4 separate regions of the Mus musculus genome follow, and all the other regions are linked to region 3. A link is a contact called in public promoter capture Hi-C data. All regions are on one chromosome and are shown on one strand. The core of a region is the stretch at or near the end of the contact, and the rest is flanking DNA. Distances in the headings are between cores, read along the strand shown. Region 1 holds the start of Exoc1 (exocyst complex component 1). Region 2 holds the start of Ppat (phosphoribosyl pyrophosphate amidotransferase). Region 3 holds the start of Rasl11b (RAS-like, family 11, member B). Region 4 holds the start of Aasdh (aminoadipate-semialdehyde dehydrogenase).

Region 1 (6,781 bases), core at 1,505-4,004, 2.3 Mb after region 3:
CTTGGGATCTATGATGGCTAGAAGCACCTTGTGAAATCTCCAGAAAACCACAGTAAGAGTTGTCACACAGGTCCTCACTGCTCTGCAAGACATGCTTTCTGAAGCAGGGAACAATTCTCTACTGGGAAAACAAGGGTCATCTCTCATGAGGTGGATATATTATTAGTTCCACCAGTTCCCCGGTGCAGTTTTAGAAACAACCTGTTGAAGTATGAAAATGGAATAGAAAAGTCGACCAGGTTCAGGAAACACACATAATTTCAAGAATGGATAGTTCAGACTCCCCCCCCATCATTTACTTTCAAGACATCATTTTGGTATCTCTTCTGCAACTCACTTCCCTAGCCACATAGGAGTTCTTTATGTCTACCAAATACATAATGAAGGATTTGATCTGCCTCATAGATAGGTTGACACATCACACTAACTGGTCAGTAACATTGAATTCCTAGTGCATGTCACTCTCACTTGGGGATAGCTCTTAGGAATACTCAGTATACCCAGGGAATCTTTCCTTTCAGCAGAGCTTGTATCAACACACTTTATTATTCAATTTTATATAAAGGAAGAAGTGGCCTGAAGTAAGATGTTTTTATCTCTCATTAATTCAGCCAATATCCACAATCATCAACACTATAGCATCACCAATCATCATTACTCCAATCTACAAATCCTTTCTCAGCACCCTCAGGCTGAAGGCAGAACTACAGAATCCACGGACACTCCTGGATCACTCAGTGTCCCATTGCTGGGAAGAGACACCGTGACCACAGCAACTCTCATAAAGGAAGACATTTAGCTGGAACTTGCTTACAGGTTGAGAGGTTTAGCCCATCGCCATCATGTCTGGGCATCATTTTGAAGTGATGTGTGTAGAGATTTAAAACCCAACTGAGGGCATGAGCAGATGAGTATAGATATAATATAATTTAATATAAATATTATATAATCATTATTATTATTGCTGTTCAGTTATCCAAACAGAAATATCAGAGGCAGAGAAGTGGATACAAAAATCTGGAGTTCAGGAGTTCAGAAGAGTCTAGCCTTCTGGAATACCACTCACTTCTCAACTGTGAGGAGAGCTGTAACATAGGTACAGGGGGTTGGGGGGAAGAACAAAATGGAAGACCAAATGACAACAAAAACACCCAAATGGAATTGTCAGCTAAGATGTCCAAGGCAAACATTCTGGAGCTCAGGAGGAAACACCAGGGAAGTCTATCCAAATATATAGAACTAGATCCTGTGAGAGTCATCTCAAGTAACCCCGACTAGAAGCTGATCATTGTAGCAACAAACATGTCCCTATTCATTATTTCTCCTAGGTCTCCCAAAATTTTATCTTAAGATAAACGGTGCAAATACTGTGCACAGCTCATCTGTCATATTCTTAAGAAATTCATGCCGAGCGGTGGTGGTGCACACCTTTAATCCCAGCACTTGGGAGGAAGAGGCAGGTGGATTTCTGAGTTCGAGGCCAGCTTGGTCTACAAAGTGAGCTCCAGGACAGCCAGGGCTACACAGAGAAACCCTGTCTCGAAAAACAAAACAACAACAACAACAAAAAATTCATCCTATGTGCCTAGTCCTGCAGTGACTTGATGTCACAGGGTGGGTTGGTATCCAAGAAGGTCTCCACCCCACCCCTTCTCAGAAGAGAAGGGAAGCAGAGAATGAGGGAGAGGCTGGGAAGGAGGGTGAGAATTGGAAGGAGGGGTAGGCTAAGATCCACATGCAAAGTAAATAAATAAATGGAAAAAAAACAGCAAAGAAAAAAAGAAGAAAGAAAACCATCCTGGTAGAGTATGTTATCCTAACTTCGCAATCACCTTTTCTAGTCCTACCTCATTGCGAACTCCTTCAGTATAAAAAAATTGAATGGCTTTTTTTAATTTTTATTTTTTAACCTGGAAATCAAAATTTGCAGCACTCAATCCCTGCCAGGGATGCGGCCTAAATGAATCACTTGTCTTATAGCTCGAACTCTCGGCATCATTTATGTTTCTCACACTGAAACAAGCAAGCATCACCTTTAAAACAAAGATTCTATTTCAGTATCTGATGTGAGGTGGCATGGGTGAAGTTTCTAAAAAAACACCCAAGAAGAAGGTCTGTGCAGTCAGGGTAGAGTATGAAGTGGGTAAATGACCAAAGCTGTTTATGGGAATTAAGTGTCCAGAACTTAAGGGTACTAGTGACATCTATCCCAGAGAATCTGACTTAACTCACTAAAGTTCTTCCAAGAATCTAGTTAGCAGGGTTTTACATATGCACAGGAGAGAACATTTAATGCGCTCTCAAATGAGTTGCTACAAATATTAGAATGGGTACGTCTACAAAAAGGAAACATCACCATTATCAACTCCTCAAATCAGCCTATGCTAACAGTTCTCAACATTCCTAATGCTGCAACCTTTTAATACCTTTCCTCATGTTGCAGTGGGTCCCAACTATTAAATTATTTAATTTCTACTTTAAAACTGTAATTTTGCTACTGTTATCAATTGTAATGCAAATATCTGATATATTGGATATCTGCTATATGACCACTATGAAGGAAGGGGTCGTTTGACCCGCAGGTTGAGAATCACTGGCCTATGTGCTTGCAAGCCCCGCCCCTGTCTTTTCCACGCCCACAGTCCGCCTCTGCCCCATCCATCAAAGCGCTGTTCCGCCTCCTCCAAGTCCATTGGCCAATCTGTTTTTCCTCTACTGTCTCCATTTCCGGCTCCACAGGGTCAACTTCCGGTGCAGAGAGACACGTGACCGGATACGGGAAGTGGCGGGTTCTGGCCGCTGCTTTTCCCTGTTCAATGAAAAGTGCTTCAAAGCTGCTATTGCTGCCGGCGCCCTTCCTGAGTCCGTCTTGGAGCACCAACCTCGGCCGGCCGGCTGGCCTCGCGGTAAGCTTCCGGCCGGGGACCTGCGGTCTTGGAGGTGGTAGCCTAAGTGGAGGCAGTGTTGCATCCGCGCCGGGTCGGCCACTCCCCAGTGACCCGGCCCACCCACCCTGCTCCACTTCGGGGCTGCAGAACCCGGGCTGCGTCCTTCCTTAGCCGGTGCTGTCCGGGGCTCTGGGAAAAGGCGGAGCCGGGAGGCAGCCAAGTCTCTGTCCACAGTTCCGCCCATCCGGGACAGATTTCATTTTTGTCCTACTAGCGTGGCCTGGAAGAGAAAGACGTGACCTGGGCTTCTGCTGGTCCGAATCAATATAACATGTCCTTATAAATCTTCTAAGTGCATTGCCCAGCCTCTGAACAGTTTTTTTTTCTGGATGACATGTCTCCGAGTTGAGATGTCACTGCAGTACATGGGCCCAACCCACTAAGGCACTAGCATGGACACACAGTGTAACGATGGCCCTATTAAGCTGAAGGAAGTATGTATGTACACAATGAACCGAGGTTAGCTGCCTCTGTAACGGGCAGCCTTGAGGTTTTAGAAGGCGAAGATCTAAAGAGAACCCAGAATATGGGCGTGGTTTTTAGACCTGGGAAATAGTTGTGAAGGCCACTATTAATAATACTGGCATAATGTAAAGTTCAGTATAAACACTGGAGAATTCATCTCTAGATCCAAAGAAGACTGACTATCACAATGCTACGTCAACCCGTTCATGTCTTAAAGATTCTCCATTATACCCCAGAGTGCTGCCTGGCACTTAGTGAATAGCAATATTTATATTAGCAATATAATATAGCAATATAGTAGCAATGCTTATGTCTAATTCCTTCATGAGTTATGACCAGCCCTCTGCTGTTTTTACCGTTTACCATGTACTATGGTGAATATTGGCCATTGCTAATGGTTCTTTTGGCCAGCTTTTACTATTGCAATCAAGCAGGTTACGCCAAGAGCTTGTTAGTGAGTACCCAACACACAAACCTGTGATAGAGCACCCCTCCTCCTCCTACTACTCAAGAGATGGCTGTGGAGATCTAGGAGATGACACTCATGTCCCCATTAGATAGCAAGCATTTGCCTCGTAAATACAGTAAGGGCTCTATACATTTACATGAAAAGAGCCGTGTGGATTGAGACTTTCATTGAGTCAACTAAATACAAATGGAGAAATGTAGGTTTGAATAAGGAAAAGATAGTGGTATGCCCTGCATGGGAAAGTGCTTAAGCAAAGAAAGAACAGAGTGTTCTGAGTGCAAGGCATGTCTTGAGAAAGCTGGGTTGCTGTTGACCAGGTGTGTGGTAGAATGAGAACTGCTTTAAAGTTATTTACTAGTTTTTCAGGGAACTTGTAGAAGCCTAAAGAAAAAAGAAAGAGATAACGGGTGCTATTACTTAAAGGCAGTAAGTCTTGGTGGCTGTGTTGGCAGCAAGTTGTGGGGGAGAGGGATAGGATATGTAGATGAAGAAGTTACAGGATATGCTCACAGATTTCACGTTGGCATGGAGGAAGCAATCAATTACAGTAGAGTTTGAATCTGGGTATTCTCTTACAGATGCGAAAGTTGGAAAGAGGTAACTCTGAGGGAGCGATCCCTGGTCTGTTATTGAGTGGGACAGTATTCCCTAAAATGTTTACTGAGTGTGCACTGTGTGCCTCTCGGCAAATGCTAGGAATATAAAGATGGATAAGATAAGGTTCTTGCCAACAGAGAACTACTTTTCGGAGTAGTAGAGGCTAGACGGCGCTAGCTATAAAACACAGGTTGGAAGAGCTGTAGTCAGCAGAGGTAAGATGGGGACAGAAGAGGAGTTTTTCTAGGAGAGAAGGCTTCAAAGAAGAGGCAGTGTGTTATCAGAATCCTTGAGGGCAAGTTGGAATTTGCAGTGACAAGAATTTGAGAAAAAGGGAAACAGTGAACAAAGCCCAGAGACAGTTTCCATAGCGTAAGATGGAGTAGAGCTTTAATGTCACATCCGGGCCCTAGGACATATTAAGGGGCATTGTACTGGCTGGGTTTGGGTGTCATCTTGACACAGGCTGGAGTTATCACAGAGAAAGGAGCTTCAGTTGGGGAAATGCCTCCGTGAGATCCAGCTGTAAGGCATTTTCTCAATTAGTGATCAAGGATGGGAGGGCCCATTGTGGGTGGTGCCATCCCTGGGCTGGTAGTCTTGGGTTCTATAAGAAGGTAAGCTAAGCAAGCCAGTAAGTAACATCCCTCCATGGCCTCTGCATCAGCTCCTGCTTCCGGACTTGCTTGAGTTCCAGTCCTGACTTCCTTTCGTGATCAACAGCAATTTGGAAGTATAAGCTGAATAAACCCTTTCCTCCCCAACTTGCTTCTTTGTCTGATGTTTGTGCAGGAAGAGAACCCCTGAGTAATACAGGCGTGCTGGCTAGTTTTAGGTCATTGTGGCACAAGCTAGAGTCATCTGAAAGGGAACCTCAGTTGAGAAGATGCCTCCAAAAAGATCTAGCTGAAGGGCATTTTTAAAGTTAGTGTATGATGGGGGCTGGCTCATAATGGTAGTTGCATGCTTGACTTGTAGAAGAAAGTGCCGGACTGTTTTCTAAAGCCTCCGAACCATTTGTGATCCTCCCAGCTGTGTGGGAGTTTCCTTCATCAGTGCTGCTGTGTGTCCATTGGGATTTTAGCTCTCCCAACAGTTGAAAGCAGTAGCTATCTCACTGTGGATTTCAGTCGCATTTCCCAGGTGGATAATGGTATGGAATATTTGGGGTTTCTGGTATGCATCTTTGCAAAAACCCAAGGGCAACTGCACATGGTGTTCTTCAGTGTACCATTCATACCCCTTTTCTTGGACATGGTGTCTCACCAGATTGGCATTCCACCAATGGGTGAAGCTGTCTGGTCAGTGAACTCCAGGGATCTGCCTGTCTCTGCTTCCCCACTGCTTGCTATGTGAGCTCTAGAAATTAAACAAGATTGGACTTGTGTCCTCCACGTACTAGGAAACACTTTACCAACAGAGCTGTTTCCTCAGCTCTGTAATGAATAATTTTTAGTATATTTATTGGTTATTTGTACTTGTGTGTGTGTGCTTGCATATTTGTATATATGGGTAGTATCTTGTGTGTGTGTGTGTGTGTGTGTGTGTATATATATATATACTGGTTTCTCTGATTTTATTTCCAAACTTGAAGCCCCATGCTTTTATGTTGTAGATGATTAATATATTTATGTATTAAGAATGTATCGTTCAAGTCATAAATGGAACACTTTATGAGGGAGGGCAGTGGTTTTGAGAATTATTCTAAATGTTTTTCAGCTGAGAAAAGATGACAGCAATCAAGCATGCGCTGCAGAGAGATATCTTCACACCAAATGATGAACGCCTGCTGAGCATCGTGAATGTCTGCAAAGCTGGCAAGAAGAAGAAGAACTGTTTTCTGTGTGCCACAGGTAGGTGGTTATTAAGCAAAAATATGTACTTGATACCTTCCTTAGGTCATACTCTCATTGTTTCTATAACTGGGAGAGTTATTGGGCTGATAAGTTAATTTTAATTGTTAATATTGATTGCTGGATGCTGTAAGAGAATTTTTATAGTGTATGTCTAAGGTGGCTGACAAGGGAAAAGGAGGACTCCGGGTGCGCAGTGTAGGGTGACAACAGCTCTTCTTTACCCCATTCCTTTCTGCTCTCCAGTGGTCAGTGTCTGGGATCCTGCATCTTACCACATTCCCCATGTGTAATTTCCATTTACTTGTCTTTAAACGTTTAATAAATTGAATTAAAATTCCTTGTGACCCTTCCCATTCAGCAGTAGATTCATGAGAATTTCGTTTTATTCTGGAGTTTTTATTGTTTTGTTTTTGAGACATGATTTCACTCTGTATTTCCAGCTGGCC
Region 2 (6,204 bases), core at 2,950-5,449, 2.8 Mb after region 3:
TTGCCTTGGAGGCTGTCTGGGTGCACCCCTCCCTACTGAGTGCTTTCCTGGTGGTGTTTCCTTACAGAAACAAGGTCTACACCTGTCAAGAAAACATCTCCTGAGACCACTGCAAACTGGTTTCCTCAAAGCTTAACAGAACTGGAAGGTTCTACAGGATGTTTCTTCCATCAGGACCCTCACCTCCACCAGGTCAGTTTCACACGTGTTGAGAAGTATAAAAATATGTAGCATTAGCCATTGGCTTTAATTTCTGTTTCTGAACGGGACCACTCACCGACAGAGGACATGCTCATTTCCTAATTAACAACAAATCTATCATCTTCTTTCCCTTACTGTAACAAAATACAAGAGAAGCTAGGCACTTTGTACTTTCTTTGGTTTTGGTTTTCTTTCTGTTTCTGAGACAGCGTTTCTCTGGCTGGCTGGCTGGCCTGGAACTTGCCCTGCAGACCAAATGGACCTCCATTCAAGACATTCACCTGCCTCTGCCTCCCGAGCGCTGGGATCAGTGGTGTGCATCATCACCATGCCCAGCCTAGGTACCTTTTCTCTTTTAAAAGGTTATTTTGGTCAGTCTGGGAGGCTGAAAATTCATGTTTGGGGGAAGTCCCTTCAGCCCAGCTTCTGGTGAGAACCTCAGTGTGTGTGGCCTCACCGTAAAGGTCAAGTGTAGTGGTGAGGGAGGGAGAGAGAGAGAGCATAGCTAGAATTCCAGGGTCAGGCTCACCCTTTTATAGCAGCTTGCTATCTGAGAGCTAACTTAGTGAGACCACTGTTAATCCACAATGCCCAACCGCTCAGCTTCCTATAAACTCCATCTCTGAAGATACCACTAGAGTATTGCCACACTGAGTAACACTGCCCCCATGCCCACCTTTGGAGAATAAGCCATATCCACACTACACAAAGAACCTTCAGGCGGCTGGTTCATGGGATGTGTCTAGTAATTCCTTTTTAAAGAGGAATTTTAAATAAATAGGTCCAAACTGCTCTGTGCTCCATAAGATGTGATGGTGATTTAAAGATCAAAGTGTGTGATTGGAGAAGCCTACTTTGTTCAGAACTCTGCAAATGACTAGACCCGATGTCTAAGCCCACACAGTATCTGGTGATTTTTATGACTCTTATATGAGTGCATCTTCATGTGAGATGTGAAAAATGGAGGCTTCTACAATAAGCCACACCTCTCTGCATTGGTTTCTCCAGGTTGGTGTCTATAATGCTACTATATACTCACCTATGATCACCTCTCTAGGTTTCAGGTTTTAATATTCCCATGTTTACATTCATCAGTGCAGTATACATTCATTAGTTCATTAGTTCTTGGGTGTTACTTGGTAGACAGTGTGTGCTTACTCCATGTGAGGCCCCTGTGCCACCCTGAGCACATCACCCCTCAAAATGTGTTCTTACCCTTCTTTGGCCCTGATCTACTGTTTTAGGGTAACAAGCACTTATTATATTCCCTAAGCATCATGGTATGGTGTTCTACTGGTTCCCCAGTTAAAACTAATTCTACTAAAGATAAAGAAGTCTCTCTAATTTAAAATGTTGCATTGCCCGGATTTATACTGAGATCTAAGCAAATCTTAATGGCATTCTTATGTTGCTAGGTAGCATGTTTGTTCCCAAGAAACTAGCTTATCACTGCTATTCAAAAGAAAAATACAATCCCAGCAGGGGTGGCACACGGCTTTAATCCTAGAGTTTGGGAGGCAGAGGCGGGTGGATTTCTGAGCACAAGGCCAGCCTGGTCTACAGAGTGAGTTCCAGGAAAGCTAGGGCTACACAGAGAAACCCTGTCTCAATAAACAAAAACAACAACAACAAAAAAAGAAACAAACAAACAAAAAGAGAAAAAGAAAAAAACAAAACAACCCACAGTCATATTTTCAACACTAGTCTCCTACCAAAGGCTTGCTTGGTTTAGTTAAGTTATCCTAATAAAGTCAATCTCTTTTGGTAGACTAGTCTTGCTATGTTTGCCAGGGCTGATATTATGAACTCTACTATAAAATACAATCCATTCACTAACACATCTTATCTTTATTGTCCTTACCTTATCTAATCTTATAGCTTTCTCATATAAAAGCAAGTATAGGGTTGGTCAGTGGTGGCGCACGCCTTTAATCCCAGCACTGGGGAGGCAGAGGCAGGCGGATTTCTGAGTTCAAGGCCAACTCAGTTCCAGGACAGCCAGTCACAGAGAAACTGTCTCAAAAAAACAAACAAAACAAAAAAAGTAAGTATAGGAAACATAATAACATAGTGACAAGTCACTAAGAATAAGTTGTAGTTTGTTTGTTTATCGAGACAGGGCCTCATTGTAGCTATGGCAGGCCTAGGATTTGCTATGTAGCCTCAAAAGCTCCAGATCAGTTTGCCTCTGCAGACCTCTCCAGTGCTTTGAGCTAGTCACTGCACCCAGCAAGTTGTAACTAATTTAAAAAACAAAACAAAACAACAAAAAACATAGTCCCCTACACCATATACATACACACATTCTCAAAACAATTTTTTTGGGGGGAGGGGGGTTCAAGACAGGGTTTCTCTGTATATATAGCCCGGGCTGTCCTGTAACTCACTCTTTAGACCTGGTTGGCCTCAGAACTCAGAAATCCACCTGCCCCTGCCTTCCAGTTGCTGGGATTAAAGGCATGCGCCACCACAGGGTGGCCCCAGATGCTTTTTTTTAAATAAATGTATGCGGAGTATGTAGAATGTCAAATAAGACTCTGCAAAAGGACAACTTCTAGGCTAAGTCTGGTAAGAATAATCATTAGTGATGCATGTAGCACCCACATTGATAAAAAGGGTTACTGCCCAGCTCTGGTCTAGACATTGTTGCTACTGTATTGTAAAACTCCGTGATAGAATAGTTTTTGAAGAGAGACAAAACCCTAGTTTGTATTATTTCCATAATACTGTCAGTGAAGTCAAGAAACAAATTATGGAGGCAAAGGTCTTTTTTTCTTTGTTTGCCCCAAAGGCATCTCCCAATTTCTCATAGCTATAACTACTTTTAAACTCACGATCTCCAAACCTCTAACTGCTTTCAGGCTGACAAATCTGCTCAGTAGCTCTGCCCTTGCAAACAAAGCTCTTGCAAGCAGGAGGCCCCGTGCAAAACAACAACAAATAGAAAAACCTTCAAGTGTTGCAGGACCTTCAGCACCACCACCCTACAGAAGCTTATCTCTAGAACAGTTCTAGTTTCAAGGAGATCTGAACGGTCCCTTCCCAACCTGGCTAGTGAAAGCAAACTCCAGAGTAACTAACCCGCGACGAGAGATGCACATTCTTGGGAGCTAACCTGTAAAGAGCACTCGGGAGCAACGCGACAGCCTAAGTTAAAGTCTATGCAGGCAAAGTGTACCCCACCCCCACTTGGTCAATATCCTGAGTAGGTACTTGACTTGATTCTCGAGATTCACCCTCCTAGCCCTGATCCCCCCTTCCCAGTCATGATCCACCCTCATTGTCTTGCGTTCCCCGTAGCACAGAGCTGGGAAGCGGCTCGTGGAACTGTGCAAATACTTGCCATTCCACCCCCACCCCTCCATCCTGTTGCTCACCGGTGCTGTAGCCCCACGAGTCCCAGAGTGATCACATGCGGCACATCTAGCTGCGTGGGCCAGTCTCCAGAAGCGATGCACCCAAACACACCACATTCCTCGCGGATCCCCAACTCCTCCAGCTCCATGGCGCCTCGGAAAGCACGTGGAGGGACCTGCTGCCGCGGCGTGGTCCAAGCACCAACCAGCTGTCCGCTCCGCTATCGAACGCCTCAAGAGGCTCGCGCTACTGACTGCCTCCTTCCCGGGCGGGCTAGGTTCTCGCTACTGCGGCGGCGCGCTTCATAGAAGGGGCGTGACCAGTTCTGCCTCCCGCTCTCCGCCAATCAGCTAGGGCAAAGAGAGGGGCGGGGCTACGGAGTCAAAGAGGTGGGGAGGAGGCCGAGGTCAGGATCGCTACTTTCTCTGCACGTGGGAGGCTCCGTTATTTTCCCGCGCCCAAGGAGTAGGTGATGAGAGTGGCGCAGCTGATCGCGTGGGTCCCTCAGAAAACCTGAGCCGTTCGTGCCCCCTGGTCTCACGCCGTCCCCCGGCCGTCAGGACTTGGTCCGCTCCAACCCAGAAACCTCTCCGGCCAGCGGGGGCCTTGCAGCATGCGCGCCACTTTTTGGCTGCCTGCGGGGAGGGGCCGCCCGGAAGCGGGGTCGCGTCAGCGCGCCTGCGCGGCGGGAAGCCTGGGGACACGACTCCAGCCCCAAGCACAGCCAGCCCGGTACTTCGGGTTCGCCGGTGGGCTGTGGGGCTAGGGCGTGTCCTTGATATTGCACCTCCCTTTCCCGCCCTCTGATCCTGTGGTCGCCCTTGTTTTCCAGAACACTGCCCTTTTTTCCCGCGCGGTCTGCTCCTCTAGTTCACCTCGGATAATGGCGACAGCCGTAGGTGAGTAACTTGCTTTCGGACCCTAGGGTCCCCCAGCCCTCCGTCAGAGAGCTAGCAGGCTTGACGCATACACGTGCGGCCCCGAGGTCGGATGCAGGCCTTCCGACAAAGTGCCTGATCGGGTTCCCCAAGACGGCGCCTGGGGCCCGGAGCCTGCACACATGGTCCAGGCGCTGGAAGACGTGCGTTAAACTCTTAAGCACCCAGAGCCTATTTAAATAGCCAAAAGAAGGCCCCGGGACGGGAAGGAAAGTAGCAGAGTGGGAAAGTACTCTGAAGGTGAAATGGCCAGAAACTAACCAAGTGCCTAGAAACCTTGTAATAAGCAGATAAACAACCAAGAAAATCTATCAGGGTTTTTGTTTATTCTGGTAAAGTTAATATGCCAATAATCTCCTTTACTGCAAGTTTCGTAGTTTAAAGTGTTTGAAAACAGGTCCAAAATTTTTTGATCAGATGCTTCTTTGCAATCCCTGGAATTTGGGATTGTGGGCGTGGGCTAGTAACACCCTTAGGATATGGGTGTGGAGAGTGCAAAGTTACTTTATCCACTAACAAAACACTGTCTTGGAACAACACAAGTTTCTAGATTAATAAGGAAGCAGATCCTGTGGGCACTCCAACATTCTTTCCCACCTATGAAAACCACCCTGAAGTTTATAGGTAGTACAGCTCCATAAAATTGGGAATTAGGGCCAGACTTTTTCTGAGACAATCCACAGCGCCAGTACTTCTAAACTAGTAAAAATCTTAGAATCTAACCTCTTCCCCACATCTGATGTGGCCCTGTGCTGACAAGGGTCCGAAGAAGGTGTTCATATCTATAGTTTAATTTTGAATGGCTGTAAACTACCCTATAGATTCTGGGAACTGGACCTGGGTGCACTGTAAAACATCGGAGTGTTCTTAATTGCTGAGCAATCTCTCTGGCTTCTATTTTACTTTGTTGGTTTTGTATCCGTGGTTGTGTGCACTTGAGTACAGATGCACAGAAGCCAGGGCCTGTCTTGAAGCAGGAGTACACATGAGCCACCCAGTGTAACTGCTGTGAACTGAATTTGGATCAAGTATTGACTAAAACTCGTGTCTCCCATATTAAATCAGTATCTTGTGTCTGTTGCTCTTTAGTATTTAGCAGCCCAATGGTTCTTGGGTTAAATCTACATAGCTAATGAGTTAGTAATGAACTAGATAGAAGGCAACAGTGGGTCAGGCTGAGTATAGAGATTTTCAAGAGGACACAAACATTAAGGAAGTTAGAGTTCCAGAAAGGAAATTTACAGCTCAAAACTGGAGTTAGACCATGAGGGGCTTTTTAAACTTTGTTAATTCTTCTAAACATTAAGTTAGGAAGATGGCTATATTCATCTTTTACCTCACTGAACTATAGTGGAAATATTAGACAAGTTATTTATCACCAATGTCAACCAGAATCAAATTTAGCGTAGTTGAGGGAAAAAAATTACATTTATTTAGTGCTAATTAGAATTGTAATCTTAGATACCCAAAGGCAAGTAGGTTGGAATAGTGTATTTAGGGTTTTTTGTTGTTGTTGTTGTTTGTTTGTTTTGTTTGTTTGTTTTCAAGACAGGGTTTCTCTGTATAGCCCTGGCTGTCCTGGAACTCACTTTATAGACCAGGCTGGCCTTGAACTCAGAAATCCACTTGCCTCTGCCTCCTGAGTGCTGGGATTAAAGCTGTGAGCCACCATGCTCGGCGGGTTGTTTTTTCTTTAAAGGTTTATTTA
Region 3 (6,052 bases), core at 401-2,900:
CCTTAATTATAGCCTTGCTAAGTTTGATTTTATAGACCGGCAAAACTCAAGTTTGATTTAAACCACACAGAAAGACATGATGCAAATTGGCCATGCCCTTTGTCCCAGACTCAGACGTCTGATCTTGCTTCAGTCCAGTGTTTTCCCTAGAAGGCAGACTTTTACTACCGTGACTGCTCAGCCTGTTTGCCACCCCACCCCCTCCATTCTGTTGTTCATCCTGGAAGACTTAACCAGGCAAGTCTACATAATCTTCCTAGTTCCCCTCCGATTTCTTCACCCCTTCAAACTGTTACTAGATACAGGGTTTGTCCCGGTCTGACCAGAGTAGGAGGGTAAATTCTTATTACCTGGTGAATGAAGCCCAGAATGGACTGTGATTAAACAAGAAACGGTGTGTTGAGCCTGGAATCAGCTTCTTTTGCTTTTCTACCTTCAATAAAGGTGTACAAAATGCCACAGGCTTTGCTCTTAGGCACCAAGATAAAAGGCCCTGAGGGTTGTAAGGGCATGCTGGTGGCGATAGATAAAGTAGGTTGCTGAAGTTGGGATCTGGCCAGCAGTTGTCTGTGATTTTCTCTGATGAGGACACGGGGGTACTTGGTATTTTTATGAGTGCTAGACTCCTCATCTTCCTTGGCGACAAGCCACTTTTAACTAACCTTTATGACTAGGCTAACCGTGGGGCCCCTCTGCCTCCCGGTGAGTCCAATCCACAGCTGCACTGACTTCTTGTCTTACCTTTCACAGATCTGGGAGGAGGCGTGACTGGGCTAGCCATGCAAGCTTGTTCTAGTGACTTTTAGCCTGGCTTTGCCTCTCGGGGTGCGGTACTTGCTTTCCACGTTGTGTGCCTTCTCGTGGGCTTGCACTGTTGGCAAGAACTAGAACAAAATAGGTATTTTGCCCCAAAGACAAACGCCACATTTTGGGTCACGGAGGGGTGCCTTTGTTTAGGAATACAAGGATGGGGAAAATGTATAATCCAGGATAATACTTTGAATGTAGCCAAGTCAGTGCAAAGATGTCGAGCGCACGAGCAGAACATAGGGCAGGGCCAAACAGGGCAGTGACCTATGGGGCTCCCAGCAGGTTCCTTGGGGTCAGAGGTGGAGAAGCCAGTGGTCAGAGAGGTTAGGGGACCTGGGACCCAATTCAGAGAATGCCTAGGGACTGACCTACGGAGGCCCAGCGGCGAGGTTGGCAGACAAGGGTGGGTGCTTCTAAACCCACCGCGGATCTGAGATCCCGCGGACACGCCAGGTCTCCTATGAAGGCAAGGACAGATTCCCCCCACGTGGACCTGAGACCCAGCAGACACGGCCAGATCCCCCCACGCGGATCTGAGACCCCGTGACCCCGCAGGCACCGGTGCGGCCGCGTGCTAGCGCAGCGGGAGCCGGCTGGGTCCCGCACGTTGCCACCCTCGCGCCGGCCGCCCTGTTTTCCTCGGATCTCACGGGGCCCCGCACTCGCTCTCGGCTCCTGTGGGGGCGCAGCCTGGTAGTGCAGGCCGTGGGCGGGGCCTCGAGCGGGGCGCTCGGGGATTGGCTGCTGGAATGGAGGCGGGGCCTGGGCCAGAGAAAACCCGCGCCCCGGCGGCTGCCATCCCAGCCGCGATCCGGAACCCCCGAGCCTCTCTTCTCGTCGCGCTCTCCCGTTCTTTCCAGTTTCTGCCCGCGCGCCCTCCGACGGGGTACCCTCCTCTCCTTGCAGCGCGAGCCGTCTCCTGTCCTGACTTTCCTCCCCGCTCCGTGCAGCCGGGCCGTAGCGGCGATGCGCCTCATCCAGAACATGTGTACCATCGCAGAGTACCCCGCCCCAGGCAGCACCGCTGCCGACTGCTGCCTGGGGGCTGCGGGCCGCCGGCTCGTTAAGATCGCCGTGGTAGGGGCCAGCGGCGTGGGCAAGACCGGTGAGTCCATGCGAGGAACCCGCTTGGTGGAGGGGCGGGACGTGGGAGACCCCCGCTCGGACTGGAACTGAGAGACGGTGGGCGTTGCAGTGGGATCCTCTGCCTCTTCATGTCTCTGCTTTAACGAAGAGGGTCACTGGGGCCCAGAGCGTCCCGCCGACTTTCGGGCCAGAGTAGAACTTTGGGGCTTTGGGCTTTTGGCAGGATCTGGGGCGGAATGGGGGAGCTAGTGATTGTAACCCCTCCAGGAGTTCCGTAAGGTTAGGAAGAAGTTTGCCTGCTGGAAGGCTTAGGTGTGGCCCAGCTGGGCTCCGCGGAGGGGCTGGGCCTCAAGACCCTTCCTGCTGGCAGAGCTGTAATTCACTCCTACCTCCTTGTGTCTGGTAGAGGGTCAAGGAGCCCTCGGTGGCCGGCTGTGACTTTCTTTGGAAGAGTTGTTTTCCAGGTGGGGGTGGGGTGGAGAACCGTCTAACTTAGTGGGTTAACAGTCTGTTTTCTTTTCTGAATTGCAGCTTTGGTGGTCCGATTCCTCACTAAACGATTCATCGGGGACTACGAACGAAATGCAGGTGAGGAAACGTACGGAGACCAACCCTGTTGGGATGGCCGCCCTCATTTCTCAGTACCTTTAAGGACACTTCCTTCAGAGTGACAGTGTTTAGCATCAAGATTCTGCTACTTCCAATTCTGCACGCCCCCTCCCCCTCCCCCTTCCCCCTCCCCCCAGCTGCCATCTGGCCTCATTCCATTCTTGGCGCATTCATCATTTTATCAAGTGCCCGAAAGTATTCCCTGTGGTATGTTTTAACTATAGGGACCCCAGTTGGAAGCACCGTTTGTACTCCAAGGCCTTGTCCTTTAAAACATGCCTGCAAAAGTCATAAAAAAAAAAAATACCCAACCAAACAAAAAACCCAGCTGCAAGCTCCTCCCCCACCCTCTCCCTCTGCTGGCTGCCTTTCAGGGGCGACCTTTGAAAGCAAAGGCCAAAGAAGAGTTGTAAGCCTAAAGTTCTTTCCTTAACAAAGACAAATAAGTAGCTGCTATGATTCTAGCAGGGGGAGAGCAAATTGCTTAACTAAGTAGACTGTATGGTTAAATTAGTAGACTTGTATTAAGTACCAGTTGGGGATTTAGTTGAAATGAGCCATATAAGCTGTCCCAAGATAAGACCTGGTGGCCTTCTGCTTTGATATAGAGCTGATCAGAATCATGGCACATATTCATGCTAAGAGGGATGCTAACTGTGCATTTACTAACCGTGTTTGCTTATGAAGCTATTGTGGGCAAAATATAACTGTTCAGAGAATGATAATATAAAATAAAAACAGAAACCCTGCGTATACTGAGCCAGAAACTTTCCTCCGTGGAACTACTCTAAATATGGAAACTCAGTTAAAATTAGACCAGCAAGTTTCTAAAAACCCACAAACTTTGACCTACTTTTGATAAAATTTGATAATCTACTAGCAGGGGCTTAAGACTGCACGTGGCCTTTAAACAAGATCTGAATTAAGTGCATTAACTAGAAGTAAATCACATCTTTCTCTTGTGTGTATCGGTGCAAGTCGTGGTACATTAAAAACAAACAAACAAACAAACAAAAACCCAAACCATAATGTTTCCCGAGGCTGCACATGAAAGAGGAACACACTCTCCTTTCTCTGTCTTCATAGGTAATCTCTACACAAGACAAGTTCACATAGAAGGAGAAACGCTGGCTATTCAGGTCCAGGACACTCCGGGCATCCAGGTGAGACACTGATGCTGACAGGGCCAGAGCAGACACCGGCGGCTGAGGCACTGCTCACTTGTTTAAGTGTAAGGGACACGAGATGTGGGCAGTCAGGTCTAGACGGTACTTGTGGTTTGACAGTTAAATTGTACCTGACCGCAGGTCAGCCTTGGCCCGGTTCAGTTTGGGGAGCTGGGAGAAGAAGGGGAGCCCCTCTTGTAGGAGGGGAATCACCGGAGCAGGGGGAACCAAACCAGCCCTTAGAATTGGCAGTACTTCCTTCCTTTGGTTTTTATTTATGTGCCTTTGGCATCAAAACCCAAATATTCAGGCCCAGTCTCCAACACCCGGAATCACTTTTATGTTGTGGAAAGTTTCTCTGTAGACAAAAGAGCTCTGCTAGGATTTTTTCCCCCCTTCCCCGTCCTGAACTGGGCAGTTATCCAGGTTTAAATGCTTCCAGCTCCTATCTTCCCCAGACTTACTGTCTAGCCAGTTAATTTCCCATTTTGTGCAACTACAAAGTCGCTCTGCGTGGAGTTCTCTGCAGGTCCATTTTCCACTTGAGTGTGGTGAGCTGCCCTGTTATTTATTCCCTCCAAGCAGCTGGATCAACATATTGTTAAGAAAGCCCAAGTGTGTGGGGAATAGAACTTGTTTACAACCCGTAACCCGCCATCCATCGCTATGAAGGGTTCTTTTGAATTGAGGGATGTGCTGTGGCCAGAGCTCAGTGCCGTGCCCACTGCTAGCTGCTCACCTTGCTCTCCCTCTTCTCCTCAGGTGCACGAGAATGGCTTGAGTTGCAGCGAGCAGTTGAATCGCTGCATTCGCTGGGCAGATGCCGTCGTCCTCGTGTTCTCCATCACGGACCACAAGAGCTACGAACTCATTAGCCAGCTCCACCAGCACGTGCAGCAGCTGCACCCGGGCACTCGGCTGCCTGTGGTGTTGGTGGCTAACAAAGCTGACCTCCTACACGTCAAGCAGGTGGACCCTCAGCTTGGCCTGCAACTGGCCAGCATGCTCGGCTGCTCCTTCTATGAAGTATCTGTCAGTGAAAATTACAACGACGTCTACAATGCTTTCCATGTCCTGTGCAAAGAAGTGAGCCCCAAGCAGCAGCCCAGCAGCACCCCCGAGAAACGCAGAACTTCCCTCATCCCCAGACCCAAGTCGCCCAACATGCAAGACCTGAAGAGGAGGTTTAAGCAGGCTCTGTCTGCCAAAGTGAGGACTGTCACGTCGGTCTGAGGCACGACTCCTGGAGGGGGTTTGGTCTTCTGGGCAGAAAGCCCGAGGTTCTTCTTAGATGGGACCATGGCAGGCTGACAGCAGTTATGGTTCCAGAAAGAGCAGTGGCAGAGGGGCCTGAGGGGCCTTTTGGAATTCTGCAACAAAGGAAGTGAGGACAGATGGACGGATGCGGGACTGATCTGCCAAGTCGTTTACGTGGGGATGGGGCATGCTTTTGTTCCTCACTGTCTTCTAAGTGATGGTCAGGTGCACCAAAAACATGGATGTGGATTGGGGTGGGGAGGAGAACAAAGAACATCATGGGCTTTCTCTCTCTCCCAAGGGGAGGGTTTGCTTTTCTCATTGACTCCAACGTGTTCTCTTTACAGGATAACTTTCTGACTTGAAGGATATCTAGGTTTCTTTAAGAACAAGGAGGGACTCTCCCCACCCCATAAAGTTCAAGTTTTAGACCAAAATATTCCGTGTACAGACACCCGTGAGCTGTGGTCTGTAGGAAGGTGCTTGGTCTCCTGACACAAGATGGGCACCGGGGTTGAGTAGCTGTGAAAAACTCAGCTGTGGGTTGCCTAACGTGACGATGTATAGTCGTGTGTGTTGTTGTTGTTGTTGTTTTTCTTCTTTAAACTGTGGCATCAGGTACAGAAAAAAGTGTTAGTTGATGGTGGCGTGGTTTGTGTAAATGACCCATGGCAATGACGTTGGGTTGCTTCCTGGGCCTGGCTGAGTCGTGGCTATGGGTGCTGAGATACTGAGATGCTGTTTTCAAGAGTGACCAGATGCAGGGCTACCTGCCGAATCCCCTACACAGATGCACTTTAAGAAGCCGTTTAAGCTTTGGCTCAAACTGTAATTAATTTATTTTATGTACAATAAATCTCTCATTTGATAAGAACAGACATCTGACTGGGTCTTTATTGAAATGTTTTCCTTCTGCCCTCCAGGACGCAGTTTTTAGAATCCTGTGTTTATTGAGCAAGTTGAGTCAGGGAACAGGCTGACATTATATCTCACAACATGTGATCAGTGAGGTACATTTTATTATCCACATTTTACACAGTACAAAAAAATATCCTTGCAGAACAAACTCACTAACATGAAGTCTACAACCTGCAAACATTGTTGCTTGTAACCTGGCCTTTCTA
Region 4 (5,996 bases), core at 2,630-5,129, 2.7 Mb after region 3:
TAACAAGTTCTGGAATGACAGCTCAATGGTTTGTTTGGTTTTTGGTTTTTGTTTTGTTTTACCTGAAGACAATTATAAAATGCTTTACCTGTTTTCTTTGACAGACAAATAAGGCCTTTATACTTTTGACATATTTAAATATTGTATTACTAAAAACTTTTAGTCTGTCCTTAATAAGCTCAAATTAACTAATGTACATGATCAAAAATTAATACCATAGGAAATGTGTACAGCAAATAAAACAATAGCTTACAAAGTATACTACATATTAAAACTATTAAATTGGTTTAGAGTAATATCAGTTTATACTAGAAATATTACCCTAAAATCCAGGAGGGTAAGTTTATCCCAGGTTGACAATAGAGACCAATTTCCCGAATTCCTCCAAAGTCACAGTGTGCTATCAGAAAATGGGATAATTCTGAAGCCGCGCTCAACAGAGCCTTGTAGGAATAGCACACTGGAGGCTGGTTATTGCCTTCGTCAAAACATACAGCTGTTCTATCCATATAGACAGAGGCAGTCCGAAGCACCAACTCCTGAAGAGTCATTTTATTGAGGTTTGTCTAAACATTGGTGGCTGAGAAATCTACACAGAAAGAAAAGTCAAACGTTAGGGGAGTTGTCAGGAGGTGAGGAGGGAACTTGTCTACTAGCAAAAATGACCATCAGCTGGGTAACTAGGTCAGTGACAGATCGTTTGCCAGTGTACCCGAGTCCAGTCCCCAGCATTGCAAAACAATGAACTGAAAGGAAGTGCCCAGATAAGAGCTGTCTATTTAAGGTTCTGCACAGCTGACTGGTGAAAGTGCGGGAGACTAGGTATTGGGGATATTGCATACTCAAAGATCAACTACCTTGGATTCTCCTGAAAGCAGGCTTACTGCCTACCTGTGTCCACCCAATGTCCTTGTGGCTGTCACCTGAAGCATCTGTGAGGATAAGCACCTTAGCTCCCACCACGCCCAGAGCTACAAACATCATCTGATCCCACCCCAAACCTATAAGAAAACTTCCCTTGATTTGCTGGAATCCACCTAATTCTCACCAATGTATTTGAAAAGCCTTGATATTTTACTGTCCTTTGTCTTTCAACTGTACAAGTTCATAGACCTGCTTCTACCTTGGGATATGATTTTTAGGGTAACCTAAATCTGTGGTCCTGAAACCTGATCACTCATATTTGGCTCAGAATAAATGATCTCCTATTGTACCTTTGGTAACAGCAGTACGTTGTGTCACTAAAACAAACAAAATCTGTAGCATAGATATATAACTGAAGCTCTAAACTTACAAAATACCTGTGGCAACTTTGCTGAAAGCAATGACATTAAAAAAAAGCAATTTGACAACAGTCAATGAACACTGGATCACACTTAAATATGTGGGAAGGATGTGACATTCACATAAAAGAAAAAAAAAAAGAACCCCCCCCCAAAAAAAACAAAACAAAACAAAACAGGCATGATGGAGCACACCTTTAATCCCAGCAGAGGCAGGTGGACCTCTGTAAGACCAACCTGGTCTATATAAAGAGTACCTGAACAGCCAGGGTTACACACAGAGATTCTGTCTCAAAAAAACTGCAAACAAAAAAACCACTAGGGATCAATGCTAACAAAAATATGGTAACTCCTAGTTTCCTTGAAGGCAAAGGAGACTTTCCTCTGAATCCTATTAACATATATCAGAGAAAAATAAGATTTATCAAGTGTCATATTATTCCAATTCTTTACCTGTTCATACTTAAGCGGTTTACTTACTGATTCAGAATAGAATTACTCTTCAATTTGTCATTTAATTACTATCCAACTGAGTTAAAGAAAAGGCCTTCTTAAACCCATAAAGTCAAAAAAGGATACAAAAAAACTGAAATGTGATTCCTAACTATTAAATTTTAAAGAACAAGACTATTTTGATACTTAGGGTATTTTTAAACAAATATTTCCATAAATCTAACTTTTATGTACACAAAAGATGATTTTCCACAAATGGCCATTAAACAAATCATATGATCTACATATAGTATGTTCTACAGGATATAGGGGATGAGTTTATTTTGGGATATAAGTGTAGCCAGGCGTGGTGGCACACACCTTTAGTCCCAGCACTCGGGAGGCAGAGGCAGACAGATTTCTGAGTTCGAGGCTAGCCTGGTCTGGTCTACAAAGTGAGTTCCAGGACAGCCAGGGCTACACAGAGAAACCTGTCTCAAAAAAAAAAAAGGGGCTGGTGAGATGGCTCAGTGGGTAAGAGCACCCGACTGCTCTTCCGAAGGTCCGGAGTTCAAATCCCAGCAACCACATGGTGGCTCACAACCATCTGTAACAAGATCTGATGCCCTCTTCTGGAGTGTCTGAAGACAACTACAGTGTACTTACATCTAATAAATAAATAAATCTTTAAAAAAAAAAAAAAAAAAAAAAAGAGAAGAAAAGAAAAAGAAAGAAAGAAAAAGAAAAAAAAAAGGCTATTGCAGTAGAGTATCTCCTGCTATTTTTGCCTACAGAAGACCACAGAATACCCAAATAAATTTTGTTAAGCGCCCAATTTTCCACATTAATGTATTATACATATTTTTACAAAAATCTAGTTTGAACCTGGGGATGTACCTCAGGAGTTAAACCGTCCTTGTTCTTTCAGAAGACACAGATTCCATACCAGCACCCAACTGGGGAGCTCAATACAGTCCATAGTTCCAGTTCTGGCTGATCCCACAGCCTTTGAAGACACCAGGCACGAACATGGTGCACTTACATACATGCAGGTAAAACACTGCTATACCTAAAATTAAAAAAAAAAAAAAAAGTCTGTTTAAAAGCTGCCTTTTCTCTAAAAAGCAAGCACGTGTAACTGCTATTTTCTCACAAGAAAATATAATCTACTAACATAATTCACAGCAGTAGAATAACAAGACTATAACTTAGGTTTTTTTTGTTTGTTTTGTTTTTTCGAGACAGGGTTTCTCTGTAGCCCTTGCTGTCCTGGAACTCACTTTGTAGATCAGGCTGGCCTCGAACTCAGAAATCTGCTTGCCTCTGCCTCCTGAGTGCTGGGATCAAAGGCGTGCGCCAACACGCCCGGCTATAACTTAGTTCTTAAAATGTCATTTTTATAACTAGCTACAAAACTCACCACACAAAATCTATAATTAAGGAGTTTTTCTACTTTGAATTTAAAAGCTCCCAGTGGCAAAATTCAGTCTTGTCCAGATATTCATGTCAGCCATTGAATTTTATGTCTCTGTCCCTGTCTTTGTCCCCCTCCCCTCCCTTCAGACTGACTTGGGCCATCGAGATGGGTCAGTGGAGAAACTAACTTGCCATCACACCAGAAAACCTAAGTGTGATCACGGGACTCACATAATGGAAGGAGAGAACCCACTTCCGAAAGGTCCTTTTTGTTTCTTCACCATGCTGCACGCGCACACACGCACAATTTTAAATTAAAAAAAAAAAAAAGAAAAGGAAAGAAAAACAAGTGAGCCATGAAAAGGGATGACCTAGCAAGCAAATTTCGTGTTATAGCCTTAAGATTAGCAGCTCGGTAATGTACAACTGTAAATAAAGCCATTTAATCACCAACAGATCCTGATCTTAAGGGTTCTCCCTATACTGGGCATTATATATATAGGTAAATTATCCGTCTGCATCTTATACTTCTCACGCAGCCACCTTAATTACAATCACAAAAGCCTCTCGTTGGCTCTCGGAACCACGCTAAGAGGTGGCGCAGCAGGTGACCGAGGTGACCCACACAGCCGCTCCAAGCTGGGGTCCGGCAGCTCACAAAGTCTCCCCGGGTCGCCCGCGCTCTCCCGCCCCACCTTCTCACGACAGCGCGTGGCGTGCACTTCCTAGCCCAGCCGCAGACGCTCAGCAGCCGTAAAACGGACCTCTGCGTCATCTTCGGGCGCCCGTGACGTCACTCCAGCGTCGGGGGGCGGGCTCTCGCCTACGGGGCTCCGCCCAGACGTGGCGCACAGGTCTCCGCCGCGTTTGGCCCAACGGGTTTGGTCCGTGCGGATTCAGCCCTGCCGCTGAAGGTGACGCTTCAGGCAACATGCCTGTGCGTCTGCGTGAATTTGAGTGTTCCGTGTGCCTGCAGGGGCCGATGATTCCCTGGAGCATAGTCCCAGGTGGTTGTGAGCCACCACATGGGTGCTGGAGACCTAGAAGGGACCTCTGGATGGCCAGTGAGCTTCCTTGACAGCAGAGCCATATCTCCGAGACCCGGAGTCTCCTCGTTCCTTAAAGTGCGGGTAGAAATATCCCAAAGGCTGAAGTGAAGTAATCACCGCCTAATTGGCGAGTAAATTTGGCTTATCCCCTCCACACCTTCTGGGAACATACTCAAGATTGGTTGCGACCGTCATGGCAGCGGTGAAGTATGCCAGGGAAGCCCCCTGTCAGAATGAAACTCCTAACTGGCGTTTGCAGCTATTTACAACACTTCCCTATGAGGAAACCCAGGCCTGTCTGAGGTCAACAGCAGTCCCTAAAGCCACTGTATGCCTGGATGTGTGTTTTTCCGATGGCACAATTATTACAATAAATGGGAAGGGTCACCACTGTGGTGAGTTACTGTGCCCTCGCAGAGAGGAAAGATGGGATTTTTGTCTTGGTTCCTGTTGGGGGGAGAGGTGGAAGTGGCTAAGCACTATCTACATACAGTGCCTTAAAAAACAAAGGAGTGTGTCCTTATCTGCTGGAAAACAGAAGCTTGTAAGGGTCCATGAAGAATGACACCCTGGACTCAAATAGTATGTAAACACAAAGTGTGTTTTATTCTGTAGCTCAGCATGGTGGGGTCGTCCCCATTACAAAGACACAGAGTAAAAGCAAATGAGCTCGCAGGCTCCATTGAAAGCACATTGGAATTCCAGGGTAGGAGAGCTTTATCTTACTTATCTCTAGGCATTGTTACTGGGAAGTCTAGAAATCTTTGTAGAGGAAGTCTGGAAACTGTTGCTGACCCATTGTCCTTACCTCAGGCTAGGTGGCCAGGCAGTCTCAGATATCAGGGCAGTTCTGACTAACTGCCTGAAGCCTTTTTTTTTCTTCTTCTTCTAGTAACTGATTTGCCTGACCTTAGGCCTAGTCTCCTAAACTGCTAATTTGAAGCCTGTCATGGAATCAGATCTGCCTTCTCATCTGTCCCTCCAAACAGTGCAGGAAATACCTGTTTGAAAACCACATTTTCCTGTGTACTATGGGCCTCGCCAAACACCTTTTTAAGTGTTGTATTTGTTCTCTTAGCTTTCTATTGCTGTGATAAAACATGACCAAAAGCAACTTGGGGGAACCAAGATTTATCAAAGCACTATCACTATCACAAGTCAGGACAGGAACTCAAGGCCTGAATCAGAGACTGGAATAATGGTGGTTACTGGTTTGCTTAGCTTGCTTTTCTTTCTTTCCTTTTTAAAAATTGTTTTATGTGTATAGGTCTTTTAAGTGCATGTTTATGCAACACATGGTGCCTGGAGCAAGGCCACAAAATGATCTTACTAGGTTGTCTAGAACCAGAGTTAATTGTTGAGTCACCCTGTGGATACTGAGAATTAAACCTGGGCCCTCTGGAAGAGCAGCCCACCTGCCCAGGGGTGTCATTGCCCACATCAGTCATGCAGCAAGAAGAATGCCCAATGCGACGAAGTGTTTTCTCAGTTGAGGTTCCCTCTTTCCGCATGACTCTAGCTTGGGTCAGGCTGACAAAGAACTAGCCAGCACACTTGACTTTTCTCTCTCTAGAAAGAACACCGTCTTTTTTTTTAAAAAAAAAAGATTTATTTATTATTATATCTAAGTACACTGTAGCTGTCTTCAGACACACCAGATCAGGGCATCAGATCTCATTACAGATGGTAGTGAGCCACCATGTGGTTTCTGGGATTTGAACTCAGGATCTTCAGAAGAGCAGTCCGTGCTCTTAACCACTAAGCCAACTATCTAGCCCAGCCAGAACACCGTCTTTTACCTGCCCAGTGGACCTCT

Evidence for each region. Promoter capture Hi-C pulls out the DNA fragments that hold promoters and counts their contacts.
Region 1: a promoter capture Hi-C map of pre-B cells shows a contact between it and region 3, with 3 times the contacts expected there. The contact joins the promoter of Exoc1 here to the promoter of Rasl11b in region 3. A contact is called at or near these places in 2 of 39 promoter capture datasets (hippocampal neurons and pre-B cells) and 2 of 115 datasets of contacts at active chromatin or transcription factors (astrocytes and pro-B cells).
Region 2: a contact with region 3 is called in a promoter capture Hi-C map of pre-B cells. The contact joins the promoter of Ppat here to the promoter of Rasl11b in region 3. A contact is called at or near these places in 3 of 39 promoter capture datasets (hippocampal neurons, liver and pre-B cells).
Region 4: a promoter capture Hi-C map of pre-B cells shows a contact between it and region 3, with 3 times the contacts expected there. The contact joins the promoter of Aasdh here to the promoter of Rasl11b in region 3. A contact is called at or near these places in 3 of 39 promoter capture datasets (hippocampal neurons, liver and pre-B cells).

Annotation. Positions count from the first base shown.
Region 1 is chr5:76,526,557-76,533,337 of GRCm38.p6, forward strand. It overlaps Exoc1 (exocyst complex component 1), which reads left to right and starts at 2,755. Exons shown (of 19, transcript NM_001289770.1): 1 at 2,755-2,906; 2 at 6,199-6,332. The coding sequence starts at 6,209.
Region 2 is chr5:76,947,379-76,953,582 of GRCm38.p6, forward strand. It overlaps Ppat (phosphoribosyl pyrophosphate amidotransferase), which reads right to left and starts at 4,200. Exons shown (of 11, transcript NM_172146.2): 1 at 3,579-4,200. The coding sequence starts at 3,706. Paics (phosphoribosylaminoimidazole carboxylase, phosphoribosylaminoribosylaminoimidazole, succinocarboxamide synthetase) reads left to right here and starts at 3,924. Exons shown (of 9, transcript NM_025939.3): 1 at 3,924-4,457. The coding sequence starts at 4,442. It overlaps LOC115486295 (a long non-coding RNA gene), which reads right to left and starts at 3,572. Exons shown (of 2, transcript XR_003955939.1): 1 at 1-3,572.
Region 3 is chr5:74,193,676-74,199,727 of GRCm38.p6, forward strand. It overlaps Rasl11b (RAS-like, family 11, member B), which reads left to right and starts at 1,651. Exons shown (of 4, transcript NM_026878.1): 1 at 1,651-1,915; 2 at 2,428-2,484; 3 at 3,592-3,668; 4 at 4,434-5,802. The coding sequence starts at 1,777. The coding sequence ends at 4,904.
Region 4 is chr5:76,901,597-76,907,592 of GRCm38.p6, forward strand. Aasdh (aminoadipate-semialdehyde dehydrogenase) reads right to left here and starts at 3,880. Exons shown (of 16, transcript NM_173765.4): 1 at 3,827-3,880; 2 at 2,613-2,784; 3 at 322-589. The coding sequence starts at 551.